Linked DNA regions of Mus musculus: all the other regions are linked to region 6. Evidence: chromatin contacts called from public Hi-C, HiChIP or PLAC-seq, Micro-C and promoter capture Hi-C data. All regions are on one chromosome and are shown on one strand. The core of a region is the stretch at or near the end of the contact, and the rest is flanking DNA. Distances in the headings are between cores, read along the strand shown. Region 1 holds the start of Lhx3 (LIM homeobox protein 3). Region 2 holds the start of Tmem250-ps (transmembrane protein 250, pseudogene). Region 3 has its middle 7.3 kb from the start of Gm13398. Region 4 holds the start of Adamtsl2 (ADAMTS-like 2). Region 5 holds the start of Qsox2 (quiescin Q6 sulfhydryl oxidase 2). Region 6 holds the start of Agpat2 (1-acylglycerol-3-phosphate O-acyltransferase 2 (lysophosphatidic acid acyltransferase, beta)). Region 7 has its middle 11 kb from the start of Gm35745.

Region 1 (3,262 bases), core at 547-3,046, 400 kb after region 6:
GGCCTGGAAGGGGCCAAGGGCGGGGACAGAGGAGGGGCGGGGCAGGCTTGTGAAGGTCCCCAGCACGCTGGTGCCTCCTTCAGCACCGCGGACAGCGCCAGCCCAGCGAGTGGGCCAAGGCCTGAAAGAGGTCCAGCACTTCCAGGAACACCCCGCACGAACCACTGGATTAGTGACTGCCATGCTGCTAGAAGCAGAACTCGATTGCCACCGAGAGAGGCCCGGTGCCCCTGGAGCTTCTGCCCTCTGTACCTTCAGCAGGACTCCAGGTAAGAGCCATTGCAACCTACAAGTCTCCATGCCAGGCAGGAAAAAGAGAAGAGACAGAATGCAGAGGGGTGACCAGGAGGGAGTGACTGCGGAGAAAAAAAGTACAAGGTGACAGCAGGCAGGAGAACAGGAAAGCTACAGGGTCAACAGTGACCAGAAAGGCCTGGGGCTGGTCCTAGAGATTGAATGTCCCACAGCTTCCAGAACTGCTTTGGCTTGCAGCAAGAATCCCCAGGCCAAGTCTCCCGCTTGAACTCTGATTCCCCAAGGGCCATTTCACTGCCACGGACGTTGGGAAATAATGGAGGCATTGTTGGCGGCAAGCCAGATGCCCAACAGTGTGGAGCCGCCCCTTCCCTAGTCTAGCCATACATGGCCCCCGCCCCACTGCCCTCTGCAGCAGCTGACACTCAATGGCTCACATCTCAGCTCACCCAGCACCCATTTCACTCCAAGCTAGTGTTCCCTGACCTCGGAATAACAAGTACAGAGCAACATGAAGGGACGGCTGCAGGCACAGGGCTCTTTCCGAGGCAGCAGCTGTGCTGGGACCAAGTGGAGAATCTTGCGTTCTTTCATTCATCCTTCCCATTCTGGGGTCTGATCGGTCACAGTCCTAGGGATGGAGGCAGAACAGGACAAGAAGAGGAACCAGGAGGGTGGCAGCAACCTGCTGATTCTGCAAACACTTCTAGGGTGTCCCTAATTGTTACCAGGGCACTATACCCTGCTGGATTCTAGTTCCTACCAGGAACTGCATAGGTCTGGCGCTGTCTCCTGGCTGGGTAGTAGGAGCCCTCAGTGAGGGCTCATGCAAGGATAGGATGATGGGTTCTGGTGGGCTCACCTGTTCGAATGGGGATGAGATGTGGAAATCCAGGTGCAGGGATTGTTCTAAGGAATTGGGGTGGGGAAGTAAGGGTAGATCTCAGGGCTTCCGCAGCTCAACCCTTTTCTGGCCTAGAGTCTTGGTGTGTTCCCGCAGAGGACACCGGATCTGAGGTCCTAAGAATCGTTCCTTCTCGCTGTACTGGCTCCAGGAGGCACTTCTAGTGGTGGGGTCCAGAGTGTCAGAGTTGGGGGACCTTCAAATCGAGCTCCTCGTAGCTCTACTGTGGCTTCTTTGCCACCACGTTCCCTCGCGATGGCTATCAGGTTGCCCTTCTGCTGACCAGGTGTGGTCTCAATGCTGTCCAGCTCCGGTTCAGAGTCTAAACGTGAGCAAAGAGAACGCAGTTCCCTCCCTGCCGCTTCCCTCGGGACCTCAGCCTTCCGGGAGGCTTAGCGAACTTGCTTGGGGCAGGGGCGAGCATCTGTAGGAAGCCTTGAGTGGTTACTGCGCTGTCTCCGTCCTCGGGAAGTGCAAGCCAGACGGCTTCTAGGCACCTCGGTTCCGGCTGAAAGGTGCACAGTCTCCAGTGGCCTCCAGTGGCCCCGGGAGCGTCTCTGCGACCCCCGGCCCAGCCCCGCCCCGCGGCCCCGCCCCCCACCGCTCCGCCCTCCGCGGGCCCGAGGCTTGGCGCCCAGAGGCCTCCCGTGGGCACAGCGCCCAGCAGCGACACGAGTCGCTCCGACGCCAGCTCGGAGTCCCTGCAACGGTGGCCTCGCCAGACCCAGGGGAAGTTCAGGGTCGGAGGGCGGCAGCACCAGGCACCTGGCCCCATGGAAGCTCGCGGGGAGCTGGACCCGTCCCGGGAATCCGCGGGCGGAGACCTGCTGCTGGCGTTGTTGGCGCGAAGGGCTGACCTGCGCCGAGGTGGGTGCCCGACGGAGAGGCTGCACTGAACAGGCCCAGATGTCCTCGGCTTTTTCTGGCCCTTGTGCGGAGGCCAGCAGAAGCCAAGGTATCTGGACAAGGGTGTGTCTGAGGGGCTCTGACATGGCTAAGCAAAGGCATCTCAAACCTCCAAAGTGTGTGGCCCTCCTGGTGCTGTGTTGTCCTGGCTTTGGGAGCCCTTGGTGATCCAGGAACGGTTTAGGAGACCTTTTGCAGCTCTGAGCTGGCTGAGGCCCCTGAGCTGGAGGGAGCATGTGAAGATGTTTCAGGACTCAGGAATCAGGGAGCAGGAGTTTCTCCTTAGGAACTGCCTTCACTCAGTTCCTTTCCCCCCATTTTCAGCGAGATCAGGTCTGGGTCATGCTGAACTCATCTCCCCTGAGTCGAGTCTTAGTGTCTGCACCGGCAGTTTACCACTAGGCTGGTGGTCAAGACGCGATTACAGGGAAAAGTGGAACTTGTCCGGGCCCCCAGTTTCTTGATCGTACCAGTCTTTTTGCAGGGCTTTGGTTCTGGGGAATAAAAGCGCTCTCCGTTTTCAAGCTGAGAGTATAACAGGATAGGAAAAGAGGAAGTTAGGCTGGCAGAAGGTCTGTCGAAGCAAGTGGGAAAAGGATTCTATGCAGACTGGGGGTATCGGATATGGCCTACTTGCTTATTTATTTATTTATTTATTTATTTATTTATTTTCCAATGGTTTATGGGATGGGTTACCCGCAGGAGCTGGGAGGAAGAGATGGGAGGGGGGATGAGAAAGGGAGGGAGGAAAGCTTGGTAAGCTAGGCTCCAGAGAGAGTTCTGTGAGGCTTGCTAGAGCACTGTTGGCTCCCGAGGCTCCACTGGGCCCTCCAACTCTGTGTAGGAAACTGTACTGAGACTGGAGTTCACCATGCCACGTAAGCAAGAGGAGATCGAGGGTGGCTTCACTGGGAGGCTTGACGGTGGCGACGGCTTTTGTAGGAAGCGGGTGTCCCCGTGTCCCTGCTGTGGGCTTCTTGGCCGAGGCGCTGTCCGTGCCTGGGTGCTGAATTTGCAGTGTTTGGCCTGTCTAGCCACCTCACTCTCTTCTGGGTATCCTTGTGGCCTTACGACGGCTCTGGTGGTGCTCTGGTACAGCTACAGTCGATCTCCACGTCCACACTTGGAGATGTGGTTTTGCTCAGGGTGGGACAGCATCCATCGCAGGCTTGTGCCCAGTGCTGGAGGGAGGTGGGG
Region 2 (3,247 bases), core at 250-2,749, 460 kb after region 6:
ACCCTGCTGTGGTCTGGATCATTCTGGAATCAGTTCGTGGGTGGTGGTACCCAACACTTCCAAGAACTAGCAGAAAGCAAGAGAGTAGAGGTCACAAGAAGCATCCTTTAGTGAGACGTTCAGGGTGCTTTCAGTCTCCGTCCAGTGGTCCAACATTAGAGGCCAAGAGCTGTCAGCAGCAGCTACCTGCCCAACCTCAGAGGGAGAGAGCCTCAAAGTCAGAGGTGTAGAGGACTCTGAGGGCTCTTACAGGAGCAACAGGGCTGAACAAGTGGAAAGGGACAGAGGGACAGAAAAAGTAGAGAAACTGGACATCTCTAGTAGGGACAGAACCAAGGGGGGAGCTAAAGGAGGGGACGATCAAGAAAACAGAAGATCATCACTCCAGGGTGACAGAAACTCAGGCCAGGGGAGGAAATGCTTCTTATTGTTTCGAGACAGGGTCACATAGTCCAGGGGCTCCAGTTGACTTAGACTTATTGTAAGCATTACTTCTGTGTGCATGGTGTGTGTGTGTGTGTGTGTGTGTGTGTGTGTGTGTGTAAGTCAGAGGGCAACAGGAGGGCATCAATTTTCACCTTTGTTATGTGGGTACCAAGGATTGTTAATTTGGTGGCAAGTGCCTTTACCCACAAGCCATCTCACTGACCCAAGATGTGTTTGACATACTCTCACCAAGAAGACCTGGCTGGCATAGAACTTACAGAGATCCGCCTGCCTCTGGAGTGCTGTGATTAAAAGAGAGTATAATGACATATGGCACATTCACTTATTTTTACATCTATTCATTCATTTGTGGGCTGTACTGGCAGGATGTGCACATGCCACTGCCTGTAGCTGCTCTTGGTCTTGCGTGGGCTGGGGCCTCCAAGTGTTCCCTGTGAAGTGCAAAGGTGCCTTGCAGCCAGCCCTAGGTTCCCCTTTCCTGCAAAGGGTCTGTTTCTCTTCCCTGGGAGCCTGCATTTGACGCCTGGGTAAGCAGGAGGGTCAATGTAGGATAACCCTGTAAGGCTACTTTCCGGTCCGTCATGGGATGATGGCCTGACCCAACCTTCTCTCCACATCCTAGCAACAAACGCACACATCAACTTTTAACTGAAACCTACCACACCTGCTTGCAGGAACCTGGCAAGGTCATTTAGACCGGTGACACACCAGCTTAACTCTTTCTTTTGGCGCTTCCAGGATCCTTGTGCTCTACAGCGAGTACCCCTAAAGCACGAGATCGCTTCATCTGCAACCGTCACTGCTCTCTGGGTGCCAGCGGCGCGCGTTGGGACACAGGAAAAACTCCACCGCACCACCAGAAAGGAGACAAGCTCACACCACAGCGAGAAAGCCCCTCCCACACTCGCGCACGCGCACTGACACGGAGAGGACCAGCCTCCTCGCCCTTAGTTCTCCCATCTGCGCCTGCGCGGGAGAGCTAAACTCACGCTCCGGCTGAGGCCGCGGGCCAATGACGTCACGGTCGGCTCACGGCGCGCGCACGCTAGTGCGCGTCCTCGGATAATGAGGAATTCCTGGATGCTCCGCGCGGGCCCGCGGTGGGCGCTGCGAGGCTTCACCGTGTCGTCGCGGGCGGAGGGGGCGTGAAGACCGTGCTACGGTGGCCGCCGAGGGACAACACTACGGCTCCCACGCTGGGACAAACGCCTCGGGCCCGGCCCGGGAGCGCCCTCCCCTCCGGGCCAGAGCCAGCCGGGGGCAACTGAAGGGCCGCGCGAAGCGACCCCGTCCTCGGCGGCATGTGCCCGCCTTGGCGTCGCACCCCCGGGGCACAAGCTCAGCCGCAGGCCCGGTCCCCAGCACCGTCGGCCCGCCGCATGGTTCCGGACACCGGCACCGCCACGGAGAGGGCACCGGGTGAGCCGCCGAGGACGGGCGGGGACCGGCCACGGACCTAAGGGCCGTCTCCACGGCAACGGCGCCCCGACACCGGAAGTGGCGCCCGCAGAAAACGCGGGCTGAGGGCCGGGGTCGCGCGTAGCCTATGGCTAGTGAGGGTCGTATCTCCACGCGCCGAGTTAGCGGGCCTTGGAGAGCTGGATGTCCTGCTCTAGGGTCCCGTGCTCAGAGACGCGTGCCCCGCGCCGGGCCGCGCCATGGCATGCACCTCCACCCGAGTACACCTGCTGCAGACCGCATCCCCCTCCTGTGCGGTGTCCAGTGACACGCCTGAATGAGGCCATTGCCCTGTCTAGCTGGGTAAAACATAGCTAAGCCTCCCCGGCTCGGGACAGGTTTCCTCCCACTGCGCCTCGGCCGCAGCTGCGCTGGCGGCCATTTGCTCAGGACCTACGGCGGTGACAGAAGCCGTTGGAGTGGAAGTCGCAAAAGCCTGTTGGCGATGTTGCCCTGTCCTGTTACCAACTTTTGGTCTCTAGTGTCCCATAGTTTGAAATTTAGTGTTTTTTTTCCCCCATATGCAAATTAACATAGGCTGCTGCGAATGACAATTGCTTGGTGAAACAAGGAACCACACGCCATTTCTCCTCTCTGTGTCCCAGTTTGGAGAACTCTGACACTATGTCCAGCCTAGATAAGCCAGTAATGCTTTTGTTGTGTACAGGCAGCCCCAGGGAAGAGGTCTTGGTGCCTCAATTTACGGAGCAAGATCAGTGGGAGGTGAGATGGTAACCTGCCAAAATAATGCCAAAGTTCAGGCCCAGCAAGTAACCTTAGGGGCTTGCTATGTGGACACCCCCTTCATCCCAGTCCTCTTGTGACTCTGCATGGAGTGTCCTTGAAGGGGACTGTTATAAGTCACTATGGAAGTAATGGGGAGTACTGGGCAACCAGTAGCCGGGTGTGTGGGTCTTCAAGAAACTAAAGAGTGAGCTTAGCTAGAGCACTACTGTCCCCGTTTTATCCCTGGCAGTCCTAGGGACCCTCTCCCGGCCGGCGGCTGCTGAGGGGCATAGTTACTGTTGCTTTCCTCTCCCAGCACTGGGAGGTAGAATGTTAACCATTGGCCTGCACAGGCTGAGGACTCATGAAAAGAGTCAAAAGTGCATCCTTGGGTTGCAACTGAGTTACTGACAGGGACACCCTTGAGCTCTCACCTGGCATTCTGTATTTCTCCCTGCAGGCCAGCACCTCCCCCAAGGCTCAGCTGAGGGCTCCTAGACGCTGATGACACCTATGCTGGCCATCCGGACACTGCACCGCCACTGCAAAACAGCACTGCCGCCCAGGCCCAATGCCGGTCATGCCCATCCCGCGGCGGGTGCGCTCCTTCCACGGC
Region 3 (3,235 bases), core at 710-3,209, 440 kb before region 6:
ACATATATGTGTGCAAACACTCTGATTCCTTCCCGGTCACATGCTCCTAGATTGCCTTGTACACACCTTTCTCTCTGCAGTCACTCATCTCAGGAGGTGTCTGCCTGCCTGACAGAACCCTAAAAGCCAGGACTCAGTATCACAGCCTCAGTTTCCCCTCCAGGTCCTCAGCCCAGATCTAGTAGTTCTCAGAATATGATGTGTGAAGAACACCCAGGTCTTAGCTGTTTGCAGCTTTGTTTATTTTGTGTCTGTGCAGATACACTTGGAGAGGCCAGAGATGGGCCCTGGGTATCTTCATTTATGGCTTGCCACCTTATTTAATTCTTAAACATGGCTCCTCACTGGACCTAGAGCTTGCTGCTTTGGCTGTCTGGCTCACCAGCAAGCCCCCAGGCTTCTGCCTCTCTCTGTCCTGCAGAAATGAGGTTATTCTTGGACCCAGCTTTTACATAGGTGGCGGGATCCAAACCCAGATCGTCAAGCTTGTGCAGCAAGCCCTGCATCTGCTGAGCCATATTTACAACCTCTTATCCAGGCTGTACCAATACTTTAAATTTCTATTTTAACTCACTAGCAACAGAGGTCAGTGGTGATGCTGGGTGAGTTCATGAACTTTCTCAGTTACCCATGTGTGGTAGAGGACTGTAGGTACACCGATAAACAAAAGACCATTGCAGCACCCTGCTGGGCTTCATGCCTGGCTCTTTGGCCACTGTGGTTCCCAATCCACTGCAGGAAACAGTCCATCTAACTTCTGAGATGGCCCTTCCTGGTGGGTTGGGCTGCCACCCGATTCTACAGCAGAGGCTTCTAAAGGGCAGGAAAGTTGGGTGCTGTGTCCAAGGTCAATAAAAAGTGACTAGAGCCTTGACAGCAGGTTCTAACATCCTTTGTCCCTCCAGGGATACACCAGTGTCCTGTTCCAGCATGGTCCCTAAACACACGGTGTCCCTGAGGTGTGGTTTCCCATGAGTACCTACCAGACACCAGCTACACATGCTTGCACACATGCTTGCTTCACATCTGTCCCCTCCCAGACCACCCAATCAGCTGGAGCAAGACAGACAGACAGACAGACAGACAGACAGACAGACAAGAGTTCCCAGGAGAGAGCCTGCCTTGCAGGGATCCATGCCCTGTACTGCAGCCAGCCACCAACACCGCACCCCAGGAATCCTTCCCGGAGGCCTGGCTGCTGCTCGCCAGCCAGAGACTGGAGAAGTCAAGGGTTTCAGCTCCTGCTGGGGGGAAGGCCAAGGCAGCTACAGCTGGGCTTCCCAGAGGCCAGGAGCTGGTTCCAGGTCAAGTCTACACCAGGCCAGCCAGCTTTGGGGGTGAAGTGGAGGAGGAGAACTCTTGCAGATGCCAGTCCTGAGCACCAGTGAGCAAACAGAAGCACGTGGCACTTCATACAGATTAGATGGAGCACTGGATCCTGGGGCTAAGGACCCTAGGTATCCAAGAGAGTGCCCTCTGCACTTCTGAAGGGCCATTTGGTATCGGGACTAGCCTTTCTCTGAGAACCTGCATGTTCTGGAGTATTAGTTAGCCGGGAAAGTGTGTGAGGCTTGCCACACTTAGATCTAGGGAGAGAGGGGTCCTTCACATGAGCCCCACCATCCAAATGCAACCAGGATGGATTCTCAAGCCAGAGTACTGCTGAGCTGCCGGCCATTCCACATAGCCAATCTGCAGCCCGGTCCCTAGGGCCTGGGGGGGGGGGGTTAACGTAGATATGGTGTCTAGACTTTTAAACAGGAGGGATGAGAGTCGAGCTGGGAGGAGCAGCACAAAGAGGGACCTATACTACTAACTAGAGAAAAGAGGGTAAAAAGAGAGATGAGCAGAAGTGCTGGCCGCCCCTGCCTGGATGCTCAGTGCTGCTCAGTCTGGGAACAGCAGTATCTCAGCAGCCTCTGTGATCAGCCAGCAGCAGAGCTCCAGGCCCAGCACAGAAGTGCCCCCTGCTGGCCACAACTCCTATAGGGCCCTGCATTGCACAGGTCATAGGAGTACAGGCCCCAGTACTGAGTATACGTGCACACAATTCACCAGCCCCTGGACACTAGGATCTCCTTAATGGGCAAGGTCCTTCCTTGACAGTACAAAGTAGACTGTGATTTTTGTTTCAGTCTATATCTAGATGAAGGGGACTCAAAAAAAAAACCAACCAAACAAACAAACAAACAAAAACAATGAGAGAGAGAGACAGAGAGACAGAGACAGAGAGACAGAGACAGATAGCCAAGACAGCATCTCCATGGGAGAATCCCCATGATATGATGCATTAGTGTAGTCAGCCCATCTTTAATGCTAGGATACTATGTCCAATTGGCACCACTCAAACAGCACCCTGGGAAACTGGCTGAAGGGAAAGTGCCAGTCAGCTGTGTGTGCAGGCTGTTGCCCTGGTGGATGAAGAGCTAGGCTATGTCTCACTGTGGAGGCTGGATCCCCAGCTTTCAATTCTGCTTACAGTGAGGTCTATGACTGGAGAGAGGAGACAGAACGTGAGGAAATCAGGTGGAAAGGGGCGCCAGTGTGGAGTGCACCCATGAGACCAAATGCAAAAGGGCTCAGCACTGTATGAACCGTAACCACTGCTAGCCGGCTAGGGCTAGGATGTGCTGCTCTTAGACCACGAGAGTCACTCCAACCACCACCTCCACCCCCAGCAGCTTCCAGCAGTGAGGGCATTTGGAGTCTGTTTCTCATCTCAGTTTGCTGGTAAGAGGACAGCTGCAGGGGCAGATCCTGCCTGGATACAGGGTAAGGAAGAAGGCCTCAAGCCCATCCCAGCTGGGTTCTGGAGCTTTCCAGCATCTACCTGGTTCACCCTCTGTAAGGCCAATCCTACCCAGAGGCAAAAAACAGAGCCTTCACTCCCAGAGCAAACCCTGGCCTCCCTTGCGAAACAGTTTCCAGGACTGCGGCCAAATCCTGGGCACCCCAGGGTCCTTTGCTGTAGGTGGGAGGCAATGTCCCCTGCTGGTACAGGACAAAGGACAATAGGGGCAGAAAGGTCACATCACAGTCATAAACAGACAGCCTTGACCACCTCTGCCTCTCCAACCACACACACTCCCTCCCTGGGGAGGTAGTGTGTCCACCTCTGCTCCCCTGAGGTGCCCTCAGGCCTCCCGACAGAACTTTTTGGGGCATCATCTAAACTGTCAGCAAAACAAGATGAAAATTTATTAATTGCTTTTGGCTAGGAGTCCACAGGCCAGCT
Region 4 (2,930 bases), core at 59-2,558, 470 kb before region 6:
GGATCCCCGGGTGGGGTAGTCTCTGGATGGTAAGTCTCCATCCTTTCGTCTTAGCTCCAAACTTTGTCTCAGGGCCCTTCTCTCTTGAGAGAACAGAGATATGGAGGAGGGGCAGAAGGAGGTACAGCCTGCACCTGGCTCCTGATTCCCTTCCAACAAAACAGCCCCTCAAACCCAAACACCCACCAAGGGTTACGGTGAATCAAATCAAGAGAGCTTCCAGCCTTGCTGCTCCAACTCTCAGAATGGCTGCTGCGCACCTCAATTTAAACCCTGTCCTAGAAAGGAAGCTAATGTAGCTTGTCCCAGGTGGGTGTCATCTGCTGGTGAGTTAGACAATGGGCTTCAGAAAAAAGAGGCAGCTTGCCCAAAGCCACACAACAAGGTAGCCTACTGCCCCCTCCCCCACCACACACACACACACACACCACAGAGCAAACTTAGGGACTCAGTCGCACCCAGCAATTCCAGGGGAAGAAAGTCTGGAAATGGTCAGCACCCTCGAAGCCCTGATACCAACTGTCCTACTGTCCTACTGTCCTTCTGTCCTTCTCCCTCTCCCTTTTTTTCTCCCTCCCTCCCTCCTTCTCCTGCAGGTGTCCAGGAGCTTGGTCAGCATCACCCTTACGTCCACCCACCCCCGACACTGAAGGTCTCCATCTGAGTCCCTATTTTCACTCCAGCACAGAGTCCCCATCTCACACAGTCCCATTAGCCTCCATGGCTCCCCAGTCCCTGCTGCTGCCAAAGACAGGTGCCCAGTCAGCCTCACACTTGGTTTTCATTAAGGCTCCCAGACACTGCTGGATTCCAGCCAAGTCCAGCTCAAACAGGATCCATCTCTCCCTAGGGTCCAAAACCTTCAACAGGCCCACCACAGCATGGCTTTGCAGACCAGACAGCAACTGCTAGTACCAAGGTTGTTGCCTCAGGACCACCCTGCCACTGTGTGGCATAGGTTGTTCCCCCCTTTCTCTGTGGTTGAATACCCTCACCAGGGGCTGGGACATCCCCCGGCCCCCATTCTGAACAGCTTGGCTGGTCTGGGATAAGCTACATCTCACACCTCCCAAAGACCACAGTATGAGCAGGGACAAGTATGTAGTGGCCTACCTCACCCAGGGTCAGCAGGTTGTCCTCCTTTTAGAGAAAAGGGTGAGAGCTACTGCCAGGTGCACGGTGCAGGAAGGTGAGTGCAGAGATGTGCGGGCTCTGCCTGTCTCTGGTCCTGCTTCCCCAGCTGCCTCCCTCTCCCACTTCAAAGAGCATTCAAGGGAGGGGGTTCCCAGGAGGGGCTCTCAGCCCAGTGGCTGCTCTGTGGCCGCAGCTGCCTTTATAGCTGTCAGGCAGACGGGGAGGAACTCACACTTCCCACCGCTGCTCCCCCGCCCAGCCTGCTGGCGGCTGGCCGGGCGCACACTTTAACCCGCTCTGCTCCTCTGGAGTATGGCCAGGCTGTCCAGCTGCCTGCTGGCTGCTGCTGCCACAGTCCAGGATCAGTGAGTGAGCCTGAGACTGGCTTGCCTAGGTCCAGAGTGACTGACCCTAATGGATCAATTAGCCTGAGGTCATGTGGAGGGAGGTTGGCAGTGGTGGAGCGGAGCCCCCTTGACCCACCCATCTAACTTCAGCTTCCAGAGAAGGCTGGAAACCATGTGATGTCCAGGCTTTCGGCTCCTGTTCACAGGGAAGACACAGAGGTCCAGACATTGCACGGGTGCAGGCCACCCTCCGTCCTTGGAAAACAGACCTGAACAACGGAGGAACTGAGATACATCCAGAGATCAACCAACCAATGGCTCCAGGGAGAGGAAGAGGTGGCTACAGCCTATCGACCAGATGTCTAGGAAGATCGTCGGCACGGGGTATTCTGCAGATGTTTGGTACCAGCTTGGCTGGACCCCACAGCAGCTGGGCAGCTATTGGCAAGCAAGCAGGACTCAAGAGCTCTGTCCCTGCTGAGCTAGAGCTGAAGTCTTATGAATCCAAGAGGACTTTGGATGATGAGATGTCTGCTCTGACATTTCCTGCTCTCTGAAGCACCCCGTCCTGGAAAACAGGCACCTTCAAATGCTAAGTGATTCTGAAACAACATCCCACAAGCTGGCTGAGCCATTTCATCCATGCCTCTGTCCCTGTAGTGGGGACTGGAAGTCCTCTCCTTTTCTCTGTCCCTCCCTCTTGTCCCTCCCTCTGTGCTAGATGATAAGCTTCTTCAGCTGCCTCTTTGGGCTGCTAAGAGTGATACCCTGGGGGAAGTCTTGTGTCTGACCACCAGACCGCAGCCAAGAACAAAGCAACCAGCAAAAACCAATCAGCACCCAGCCTCTCTGTGAGGCTTGAGTCAGGTGACAAGCATCTTCATCATCTGTACTTTACCGAGGAGAAACTGAGGCTGGGAAGTGGAGTGGTCTGCTAAAGCCACCAGTCAAAGTTGTGACAGATACAGGTTGCGGCGCTGCTCTGCCACACACCCTCTCCTTCTGCCTGGTTCTTCAAAGATGCTGGCTGGCTCTCCCAGCTTAGACTGCGACAGGGGGCAGAGGGTCAGCTCTCACTCTGCCGGTGTTCAGTAGTGACTGACCTTAAGGTATTCAGCTTCTGTTCTCTGTCACCCTGACCTCCCATGACCCTTATCCAGGCTCACACTGCCCCCCTGGGGCCAATAAGAAGAAGCACAGACATTCTACAACCTGACACACAGCACACACACACACATGCATGTACATGTGCACAGGATCTCACTGGCAGACCCAGATCAGATCTCCCTTATTCTGGAAGCCTCTGCCACTTCTCCTCCACCCTGGCTGACTACCAGACCCTGTACACCCTGGAGCCGACCCAAGATCTCCTGGCACTTCTGGCTTCCACATGCTCCAGCGCCGGGGTGACTAACAGTTTCCCTTGGGAGGGACCCCACAGCCAACTGA
Region 5 (3,168 bases), core at 60-2,559, 370 kb after region 6:
ATTTGTCTCCCAACCATGTCTCCCTGTTGCAGGATATTTGATCACAATGTAAACCCCAAGACTGTGTTATTTACTGAGAATAAAACCGGTTTCTAGTTGTGGTGTGGCTCAGCCCTTAGCACACACCTTTAATCCATGAGCTTTCTGTTTATTGTAAACAGTATAGATTAGATATAGATATAGATATAGATATAGATATAGATATAGATATAGATAGGCTTTTCAAGACAGGGTTTCTCTGTATAGCCCTGGATGTCCTGGAACTCACTCTGTAGACCAGGCTGGCCTCGAACTCAGAAATCTGCCTGCCTCTGCCTCCCAAGTGGTGGGATTAAAGGTATGCGCCACCACGCCTGGTTTATTGTAAACAATATTAAATAGGTCAAGAGGAAGAACAAGAGACCAGTTGACAGGGAGTGAAGTAGGAAAAACCGTACAGTGAGAGATCAGGTAGACAAACAGGAAGTAGAAGAGATTACATATTCTCTCTAGTGTTTGGAGAAAGCAGAACATTAGCATAGGAAAGTAGACTGAGTGATTGGAGAAGCCAGACATGGTGGTGCACATGTGTAATCCCAGTCCAGGGAGGCAGGAGGACAGATTCAGGCACATAGTGAACTCCATGCCAGCCTTAGAACCCTGTCTAAAAAAGAAGAGTCAGGTCTACCTCTCCTTTCTACCATCTTAGCAGGAAGCCAGCCAACTTTACCAGGTGGTTCTACTGTATCATGTGGGTTATAAAAAGGTCAAGGGATCATCGTGGATGTTTGAAGTTGACAGGTAAAATCATAGGTTGCATGTAAAATCTAGGATTCATGCTACATAAGAAATACAGGCATATAGCAAATATTTTTTCGATCTGTTTTTGTCCTATTAAATCTGCATTTCAGACTGAAAATCTTGGCCTGGTGTTTACTCAACATTCAACATGGCACGGGCTATTTCCCCTTGCTAAATCTGGCTACTTAGGCCCAGGACTTTCACTAGGTGAAAATTGCTTGCGGGTTTTAAGATTTTTAAGAGTTTTTTTTAATTGGGATAGGGCCAATGACCAGAGGCAGGGGCGGGGCCAGGAGCACAGGGGCGGAGCAGACTTAAGGAATGAGGCGGGGCCTACATTCTGGGGCGGGAACAATGTTCGGGGGCGGAGCAAAAAAGCGAGCTGTGCGGGACCTGGAATGACCAGTGCTGGGGAGGGGGGTCAAATTACGAGGGCGGGGCGAGAACGAAGAGTAGTGCCTGGGAAGATTAGCGGATTCGGGGGCGGGGCTAGTGCCTAGGGCGGGACCGGCGCGCGCAAGCACGTGACGCCGGTTGCCAGGGTGAAAGGTCAACGCGCCGGCGGCACTCCCAACATGGCTGCCGCCCGGGCTGTGGCGCGGGATCCAGGAGCTTATGCGCGGCAGCCACCGTCTCTTCGAGCCGCGCGGCTGCCGCGGCTGCTCTTCCTGCTGGCGGTGGTGGCGGCAGTGGGGCCCCGGGAGGGCGGCGGGGCGCGGCTCTACCGCGAGGGCTCAGACGCCGTGTGGTTGCTGGACAGCGGCAGCGTGCGGTCGGCCACGGGCAACAGCTCAGCCGCGTGGCTGGTGCAGTTCCACTCGTCGTGGTGCGGCCACTGCATCGGCTACGCACCCACCTGGCGAGCGCTGGCGGCGGACGTGCGAGGTGAGGGCCCCGCGCGCCGGTGGACGTTCCTCCGACGCAACAGCTACGTGGGCGAAGCCCCACAGATGGGGCCGATGGCTTTCCTGAGGTCGCCAGCTCAGAACACCGACTTCAACATGTCCCCAACCACTTATCCTAGCCACTACCCGATCAGTTTGACTTTCCCCATACCCAGCAATTGCATTTCAGAGGCTACCCTCTCCACTCAGGAAGGTCCCCATTCCTGTCAAACCTCAGCCTCGTTTGCTAGGTAGCCGACCATATGGTGGGCATTGGGCTGAGAAACTTAGATACCCACTCTGGGGACTGCTCTGCAACAGCAGAAAGTTTACAAAGCGTCTTCTTGCTGGGCTTCTGGGTCACTAGCCATAGCTTTCAGGAAATCTTCCCATATATGTTTAGTTACTCACCTTTGTAGAACTCAGACCCCTTGGAGCAGCTCCTGTAAATGGAATTTAAGTGGCCTTCCCAGCACTGGCTTACATTTGGCTTCACTGGCTTACAACTGTTGAACTAACCTCTAATTACAGATCTCTCAGGGCAAGACAACAAATTGTTACTCTTTTTCCTGCACCTTTGGTTTTAGGTCTGATGTTGAACACTGCTGTGTTCTTCTTAAACAGATTTGCAAAGAAGCCCTTTTTCCAAGTACGCAATTGCAGATGACTATTTTAAAATGTTTACCCTCTCTTTCCTCATTGTTGGGGCACTTTGACTTATATTTTTTTATTTTTTTGAGACAGTTTCATGACGTTGTCCAGGCTGGCCTTGAATCCATTGACCTCTGCTTTGGTCCTTATGTAGAATCTAATGACATTGTTCTCTTGGGTCGTAAGTTTTCTTTTTCTTTCTTCTTAATACTTAATTTGTTTTGAATTACATGGGCGTGGGTGTGTGCAGGTGAGTGCAGTTTCCCTTGGAAGGCAGAGGTTTTGGATTCCCTGCAGCTGGAATCAGAGGTGGAGGGAGCTGGGAATGACACTCCAGACTGAAAGAGCAGTGTGTGGGGTTTTCTTTGTTTGCCTCTTTATTTATAGTTTTTCAAGCCAGGGATTCTCTGTGTAGTCTTGGCTGTCCTAGAACTCACTCTATAGACCAGGTTGGCCTTGAACTCAGAAAGATCCGCTTGCTTCTGCCTTCTGAGGGCTGGTATTAAAGGCGAGCACCCACAACACCCTGATGCAGTCTGTGCTTTTAAACTTTGAGCCATCTCAGTTTCCTTAAGTCCTTGACAAGCACTAGCCAAAAGTGAGACAAGACAGTGAAAAGACAGTTTATACACTGGTTTTTTGTGGGGGTTTTATTTTTATTTTTTGCCACTCAATAGAGGAGAGGATTTTCCATTTCTTAATGCTTGTTGGTGGACCTGCAGGTGACCCTGGCAAGACTTGTTGGCAGCTTTTTTGCTTATATCAGTTCTGGCTTTCAATCTGGTAGCTAACTTGTACAAGCCACATCACGTGTTATAAGCTGGCTCTTCTATTAACCAAACCAACAGAGAGT
Region 6 (2,952 bases), core at 137-2,636:
ATTAAAAGGCAGGAAGGACTCAGCATACATTCCTGAGGGGGCTGCAGAGCTGTGAGGACCTGATGCCTTGGAGATCTCAGCTGGGATCCTAGCAGCCCCGTAGCACCCCTCTCCCCCCCCCCCTTCTCTCCAAGCATATCTGGGTCTTCTACCAGAGAAGCTGAAACCCTGCAGCTCACCCTGCCTGCAACCTCATGAGCACAGAAGCCTGAAGCTGGAGTGACTCCTGGTGGTTCCTTACCCACCCTGGCACAGCTTTGGCCCTGCTTTAAAAGCTAAGCACAGGGCTGGCGAAATGGCTCAGCCGGTAAGAGCATTGACTGCTTTTCCGAAGGTCCTGAGTTCAAGCCCCAATAACCACATGGTGGCTCACAACCACCGGTAATGAGATCTGACACCGTCTTCTGGTGTACAAGCAGGGATTGAGGGAGCAGAGTTGACCAGAGTTGAGTGGGCTAACCGGAGCGAGCAGGGGTCCTAAAAATTCAATTCCCAACAACCACATGAAGGCTCACAACCTATAGCTACAGTGTACTCGCATACATAAAATAAGTCTAAAAAAAAAAAAAAAAGCTAAGCACAGTTATATAGGTAGATATTAAAATTATCATCTCTCCGGATCTGAGAAAACCAGAGATTCTCTCAGAATGCCTGGATATAGGGGAGCCTGTGGGCACATTAATATCTACAGCCATCGCTGAGTTCCACACCTAGGTGCAGACCAACCTCACCAAAAAAGAAGCTAGATGCATTTTGTCACTGACATCTGCTCTGAGAACATGATCAGGAAGGATGTATATGGCTGGCCTGCAAGCCCAAGGCTTCTTACTACAAGTGTCCCAGTGAGCACCAACTACAGGCTGGCGGTTAGAACACAGTGCGCATGGGAACACAATCGCCTGATCCACACTGCTGGCCGGGCATCAGAAGGTCCCCGGTGCCACATTACCCCAGAGACACCCCCACTCCAAAACTCTCACTACTCCTTCTGCCTCCCCCAGCTCGTTGCATCATGGGAATAGGGCTTCAGTCTCCCTGCTCAAGGGAACCTAAAGGGCCCAGGCCACCAGCCAGGTGGCCTAGTCAGGTAACCATTGGTCACTCAGTAGCCGGTCAATGGTCCTTTGTGTGGTGACAAGACTGGCATAATGGGCACGTCTTAGGTCGGTTGCACACCCTTAGGGAGCTGCGGTGCCAGGCTGGGGACTTGTGGCCGCAAGCCCCGGTGCAGGGGCGTGGGAGGCAACGCCAGAGCCCAGGCCACCCGGCAGCTCAGAGATGGGAGCCGCGGGACGAGTGAGGGAACCTCAATGTCCTGCCGCAAGGGGCAGGGTGGCAGGGAGGGGCGGGGCGGAGAGGGTGACACCCGAAGGGCCGAGGGAGGCGGGGTCCGCGTCCAGGACGCGGCGGGGCGGAGCGGGGCGCGATGCCCCCCGGCAGGGCCAGGCCCGGAGGGGCGGGAACAGGGCGGGACGGCCGCACCTAGCTCTGGGCTTCCAGCCTGGCCCGCCCTCTACCCTCGGCGCTCCTCAAAAGGGGCGCGGGCGGCGGGTGGAGGGCGGCGGCGCCGTCGGGGCTGGGGTGCGGCCGCCATGGACCCGTGGCCATGGCTGACGGCGGCGCTGCTGCTGCTGTTGCTGCTTGTGCAGCTGAGCCGCACAGCCAGGTTCTACGCCAAGGTCGGTCTCTACTGCGTGCTCTGCCTGTCCTTCTCCGCCGCGGCCTCGATCGTCTGCCTGCTGCGCCACGGCGGCCGCACCGTGGATAACATGAGGCAAGGGGGCCGGACGCCGGGATGGGCGCGCGCTTCCGCTTTCCTAACTTCTGAGCTCCTCGCGTTCTTTCCTTCCTGCCCCGCCCGCCCCGCCGTCCCCACGGTCCGGAGCCTCCGACGACGCGGCTTCCCGTCCCAGGGGCGCGTGTCACGATGTGCGCCGCTTGTAGGGCTCGGCCCTGCGGCGCCCCCTGCGCGCAGCGTGGAGTGTCGGGTTTGCGCGCGCCGCTAGCTTTGGGAGAGGGAGGGGGCCGAGCGAAGGTGGGACAGGCCCAATCCCACTTTCACCAGCAGGGAAACCGAAGCCTAGCCAGGCTTCCGGTCCGTGCTTCCACCTCTCTGCCGGTTAGAAGACACCTGTGCCCAGGTTGTAGCCACAGGTTCTCCTTGTCATTAACTTCCTCTTCTGGGGGGTGGGGGCCGAACTGTCTTTGGACCTGGCTTGCTAGCAATAAAGGAAGGAGGCTGTGGCCAGAATCCTCCTCTGCCCATCTCCCAGAGCAGGGAAGCTTAGTGGACAAGCAAAAGGTACAGGTATGGAGATCAGGCTAGGTTGTCCTGCAATGGGGGCTGCCCGAGAGAAAAAGCCTCTAGTCCTTTCTCCCTGTCCACACTCCCAGGAGACTGTTGCTACATTTCTTTCTGCCCCATTTGGACTGCTGAGAGGGTGGGTTTTGCAATGTCCTGGCCTTGGCCTTGCCTGGGTGTTTCGGACCTTGTGCCCCTGAAGCCCCTCCTCCCCCGCGGTAGTTACAAGGACTGTGAATGATGGTTTCCTGACTCTCGGCTGTATCTGGTCGTCTTTGGGGTTAGGATGCTGTCCTGACCAGCCATATTTTGTGGGTCCCAGCCCTCATTTCTCAGGTGCTTATAGTGACTATCCAGTGTCCCAGGGAGCAGACATGCAGAGGAGACCCTTGCACAGAAGACAAGGGTGCCCTAGCTATGCACTTTTCACGGTGCATAGAACAGGGTGGGGAGGCCTGCTCCCCACCTCCCCACCCTGTCTTAGGGTTCCTGTCTTAAATCCTCATAAGGCGATGAGTTGAGATAGGAACAGCAGGGCCCTTGGAGTATTGCAAGCATGACATCCTCCAGGGATGACCGTAGAGAGGGGTGAGTGGAAAAGAAAGGGATTGACTAGCTAGGAGGTGGAGGCTTGCTCAGTCCACATATGG
Region 7 (3,257 bases), core at 680-3,179, 420 kb after region 6:
CCCAAATAGGGTATGAATCTCAATCGAATAGACTGATACTCACACTTGGCTTCTACGAACGGGCTGGAGGCTGTGAGAAAATCAATGAAGAGAGCAGAAGACTCACGATTTATAGAACACCTGCCATTTTAATATTAGAATAAATGTTATATTGCACAGGGGGAGGGGGTCGCAAGGAAAATATTTCTTAGAGAGCTGTTTCTGTTGGAGAATGATGTGCCTGGGATTTTATGAAGTAAAATTTATAGACCTCATTTAGGCTTATAATTTAAAACTCCTGATGAGAAAGACATTAAGTAGAGTGCTTGGGTGGGGGGTAGGGGCCGGACATGTGGGTGGACTCAGAGCTAGAGTGAGTGCTAGCTGGGGAATGAGGCCAGGAGGCCATCTCTGCTAAGGCCTGTGTAGCTTGACATGAGGTCACAGCAGGCTCAAAGTGCTAGGCTGTGGGCAGCAGGTTTCTCCTTCCTAGGAGCTCAGAACTCCAACCCCAGTATGCTTGGCACAGCAGAGCCTGGAGGGTGAGCCGACTTGCAGAGCTCCTCACACACACATACCCACTCAAGATGTTGTCCATCCTGTGTGTGCACATGGCTATAGAACGCCCAGTTACACGAATGCACAGAGATACATGCATGCACGGCACATGCATGCTCTAGATATAGACATGTGCGCATGCTGGGTGTGCACCCAAGTGCATGCTCACACACGCAGGAGCACACTAAGAGACATCATATACACAGTCATGTGCACACAGGCATGCTCCCCTTTTCTGCCGGAACTCCTCCAGCTCTGACCATCCACCATGCTGCTCCTTAGGGGCCTCGTGCCGCCTGGTCAGAGGGACACCTCAATGCTATCTATCAGACAAACTTCTAGGAAAGGCTTCTGGGCTCTGGAACCAGACACTGTTTTGAAGGCCACTGAAAGAGTGTACTGTCAGGGATGGTGCCACAGAAGGGAGCAGCATCCACCAAGGGAGAAGCAGCAGGCCTGACTGACAGCCTGCAGAGGGGGAGTGGGAAAGGGCTGCACCTGGAATGTCAGCCCAGGGTGTCCCTTCAAGAGTCGTCTCTCTGTTAGAGGTTAGTCAAGGCCCTCTTTGGACCCTCAACTTCTTTGTGTCTTTGAATACAGTCCTTACCATTGAGAGTCCATTTTCCTGCATGTGGTTGAAGAGGTTTGACTGCCCATCCTTCTGTGCCTGGTGGCCTGAGCATTGAGGACTATAGGCCCAGCATCTGACTCTGAAATTTCCTGAGGGGCTAACTCAGACTCTAACCTGCTCCTTTGAAGTCACCTGTTAGAGAGCCTGCATGAAGCTCTAGAACAGCAATTCTCCAAAGAATGGTTGTCAGGGTTCTGGCAAGACCTAAAGGATGAGGGGAGTCACAGACAGTGGTAGAAATGGGCAGAAGTGTCCCTCCAGGTCTGGGACTCCTCAGGAAAACTGGGAGAACTAGGTCCTCAAACTCTGACTCCATAGTATGGGAGAGACATAGCAGCTGTCTGCCCTGCAAGCAATCTCTAGGCTTCATCCAGGGCCCACTCTGGTTACTCCTCACACACACACACACACACACACACACACACACACACACCACACACACGCACACATGCACACATGCACGCCCGCACGAACGCGCACACACACACACCTTCATATTCAACATTTCCACCCAGCCAGGTTTACCTACACACACCCGCCAGGCTTGGACCAGGAGGCTCACCAGGACAGTCTATTCTCTCTGTCTTCATTACTTACAAACTTTCCCAAACTTCTAGGCCCAGCCTGTTTACATCCGGTCTTCTGTCCAAAGCACTGAGAACTAAAGGGGAAGTAGAAATGCTCACACCTCATAGCAAAACCACAAACACTGTGGAAGATCAAGCCTGGGTTGGAGGCAGTAGCCCCACCCTTGGCTCAGCTCCAACTAGAGAAAAGGCCACTCAGTGCCTGCCTAACTTGTCCCTGGTCCTGCAGGTACTGGACACTCCCCAGGACCCACGCCAGTTGGAATGCCCGGCAGGGGAAGCCTGCATGCACCCTTGGGAAGTGGACCCCTCAGCCGCACACAGAGACCTCAGCTCCCCTCTCCCGGCTTTCTCTTTCTCCATCAGCACCAATAGCTTCCTTGGCCCAGTCCTGCGCTGGTGATTAGGAATGGCTCCACTATGTGACCTGCAGGCACCCAGGACAGCAGGGCAAGGACAGAACAAGAGTATGGGAAGAGTGTCCTGAACAATAAATGGGTCCCGGGACTGTAAGGGACAAAATACACCTCATAACCCACACCTTGCAACAACATAGAAACCCACAGTGCAGTTTTATCCCCGGTCCTCCAAATGCCACCTGCTGCAGGTTCCTGGCCTGGGAATGTCACTTCTTTCCTGGCACTGTTTATAGGTGATCAGCGGCTGTCTTAGCTTTGCTGCAGCCCCAGGCTCCCCCACCCTGAGGTGTGGGAACAGTGCCTCCCCACCCCTATGCAGTACTGGGCTTTCTAAGCTGCCCGAGCACTTTAATCACAAGCGCTTGGGCAGTGGCCTTCGAGCCACTGGCTGTGGCTCTCCTGTAATGAGATGAGGGCTCTGTCCTGTACTTCCTTCCATAAACCCTGCTCACTGCCCACAGCACTGCATGGGATGGAGCAGGCATATTTTACATTTTCAACTTTATTAAAGGAGTGGGTCGAGCTGGGGAGACTGCATCCTCTCCATGGTCCGTTCTGCCCCTGGAGGCGATAAATCTCCATGTCCGTGATTTGTGGCTTTGCGCTCCCAATAAATTAAATCTTTCTCGATGAAAAGGTTGGCGCTCCAGGCTCAACACAGGTCACTGTATTTGTCCAAAGCAAGTGGCTGGGAAGCAGGCACAGGGCCCAGTCTGTGCTGTCCACCCTGCTAGTGCTCTCCTGGATGTGAACAGTTTACTCTGAGGAAGTAGGCTGGGGGGTAAGGGCGGGTGCAGAAGTATTCAGTTCCTGTACAGAACTGGGTCCTCTACACCAATGGACCCCTAGGCAGGTCTGTGATTCCCTTTAAACCTTCACCACCAGGGGACATTTTATCTCTTGATCTAAAAATTCCAAACTCCATCCCAGAGATGAGGTAAGCTGCCGCTTGCCCAGCGCGGACGGTATGGGTCAGGAAGCTCCACTCTCCAAAGCTTCCTGCAATACTCTAGTCATCTCTGTTCTCCATCTGTGAAAGGAAAAGGTGGCCACCCAGGGAGCTGTCACTAAGCTTCAAGTACA

The links. Promoter capture Hi-C pulls out the DNA fragments that hold promoters and counts their contacts. Hi-C and Micro-C count contacts between places; a contact is called where the count stands out from the background. HiChIP or PLAC-seq counts read pairs in DNA pulled down with a chosen protein or histone mark. Capture Hi-C pulls out chosen DNA fragments and counts their contacts.
Region 1: a promoter capture Hi-C map of adipose tissue shows a contact between it and region 6. The contact joins the promoter of Lhx3 here to the promoter of Agpat2 in region 6. A contact is called at or near these places in 2 of 39 promoter capture datasets (hippocampal neurons and neural stem cells) and 3 of 9 other capture datasets (adipose tissue, liver and pancreatic islet).
Region 2: a Micro-C map of embryonic stem cells shows a contact between it and region 6, with 1.9 times the contacts expected there. The contact joins the promoter of Tmem250-ps here to the promoter of Agpat2 in region 6. A contact is called at or near these places in 3 of 39 promoter capture datasets (hippocampal neurons, pre-B cells and stem cell-derived epiblast-like cells), 1 of 15 datasets of contacts at CTCF or cohesin (large pre-B cells), 1 of 484 Hi-C or Micro-C datasets (embryonic stem cells), 2 of 115 datasets of contacts at active chromatin or transcription factors (memory CD8 T cells and pancreatic cancer cells) and 2 of 9 other capture datasets (adipose tissue and liver).
Region 3: a Hi-C map of liver shows a contact between it and region 6, with 3 times the contacts expected there. The contact joins the enhancer-like site here to the promoter of Agpat2 in region 6. A contact is called at or near these places in 5 of 39 promoter capture datasets (the C10 cell line, cranial neural crest, embryonic stem cells and 1 more), 9 of 484 Hi-C or Micro-C datasets (B cells, CD4 T cells, CD8 T cells and 4 more), 2 of 115 datasets of contacts at active chromatin or transcription factors (embryonic stem cells and stem cell-derived neural progenitor cells) and 3 of 9 other capture datasets (adipose tissue, embryonic stem cells and pancreatic islet).
Region 4: a contact with region 6 is called in a FOXA1 HiChIP or PLAC-seq map of pancreatic cancer cells. The contact joins the promoter of Adamtsl2 here to the promoter of Agpat2 in region 6. A contact is called at or near these places in 2 of 39 promoter capture datasets (the 3T3-L1 cell line and pre-B cells), 2 of 115 datasets of contacts at active chromatin or transcription factors (memory CD8 T cells and pancreatic cancer cells) and 1 of 9 other capture datasets (liver).
Region 5: a contact with region 6 is called in a promoter capture Hi-C map of neural stem cells. The contact joins the promoter of Qsox2 here to the promoter of Agpat2 in region 6. A contact is called at or near these places in 1 of 39 promoter capture datasets (neural stem cells), 5 of 115 datasets of contacts at active chromatin or transcription factors (the SCID.adh cell line, bone marrow-derived macrophages, embryonic stem cells and 2 more) and 2 of 9 other capture datasets (adipose tissue and liver).
Region 7: a FOXA1 HiChIP or PLAC-seq map of pancreatic cancer cells shows a contact between it and region 6. The contact joins the enhancer-like site here to the promoter of Agpat2 in region 6. A contact is called at or near these places in 1 of 39 promoter capture datasets (the 3T3-L1 cell line), 1 of 484 Hi-C or Micro-C datasets (bone marrow-derived macrophages), 2 of 115 datasets of contacts at active chromatin or transcription factors (embryonic stem cells and pancreatic cancer cells) and 1 of 9 other capture datasets (liver).

What each region holds. Positions count from the first base shown.
Region 1 is chr2:26,205,109-26,208,370 of GRCm38.p6, reverse strand. Lhx3 (LIM homeobox protein 3) reads left to right here and starts at 1,796. Exons shown (of 6, transcript NM_001039653.2): 1 at 1,796-2,026. The coding sequence starts at 1,933.
Region 2 is chr2:26,138,758-26,142,004 of GRCm38.p6, reverse strand. It overlaps Tmem250-ps (transmembrane protein 250, pseudogene), which reads left to right and starts at 1,499. Exons shown (of 2, transcript NM_001256521.1): 1 at 1,499-1,866; 2 at 3,092-3,247. The coding sequence starts at 3,203.
Region 3 is chr2:27,042,390-27,045,624 of GRCm38.p6, reverse strand. No RefSeq gene overlaps it. Among named protein-coding and RNA genes, the nearest start is that of Gm13398, 7.3 kb to the right of the region's middle. Within about 2 kb of position 1,959, at least 28 of the 459 cell types and tissues checked have an H3K27ac peak or open chromatin away from gene starts, as enhancers often do. A contact at or near this core is called in adipose tissue and liver, where this site is marked.
Region 4 is chr2:27,077,757-27,080,686 of GRCm38.p6, reverse strand. It overlaps Adamtsl2 (ADAMTS-like 2), which reads right to left and starts at 1,308. Exons shown (of 19, transcript NM_029981.2): 1 at 1,114-1,308.
Region 5 is chr2:26,235,540-26,238,707 of GRCm38.p6, reverse strand. It overlaps Qsox2 (quiescin Q6 sulfhydryl oxidase 2), which reads left to right and starts at 1,309. Exons shown (of 12, transcript NM_001302956.1): 1 at 1,309-1,665. The coding sequence starts at 1,356.
Region 6 is chr2:26,602,851-26,605,802 of GRCm38.p6, reverse strand. Agpat2 (1-acylglycerol-3-phosphate O-acyltransferase 2 (lysophosphatidic acid acyltransferase, beta)) reads left to right here and starts at 1,386. Exons shown (of 6, transcript NM_026212.2): 1 at 1,386-1,774. The coding sequence starts at 1,593.
Region 7 is chr2:26,187,368-26,190,624 of GRCm38.p6, reverse strand. No RefSeq gene overlaps it. Among named protein-coding and RNA genes, the nearest start is that of Gm35745, 11 kb to the right of the region's middle. Within about 2 kb of position 1,929, at least 49 of the 459 cell types and tissues checked have an H3K27ac peak or open chromatin away from gene starts, as enhancers often do. A contact at or near this core is called in pancreatic cancer cells, where this site is marked.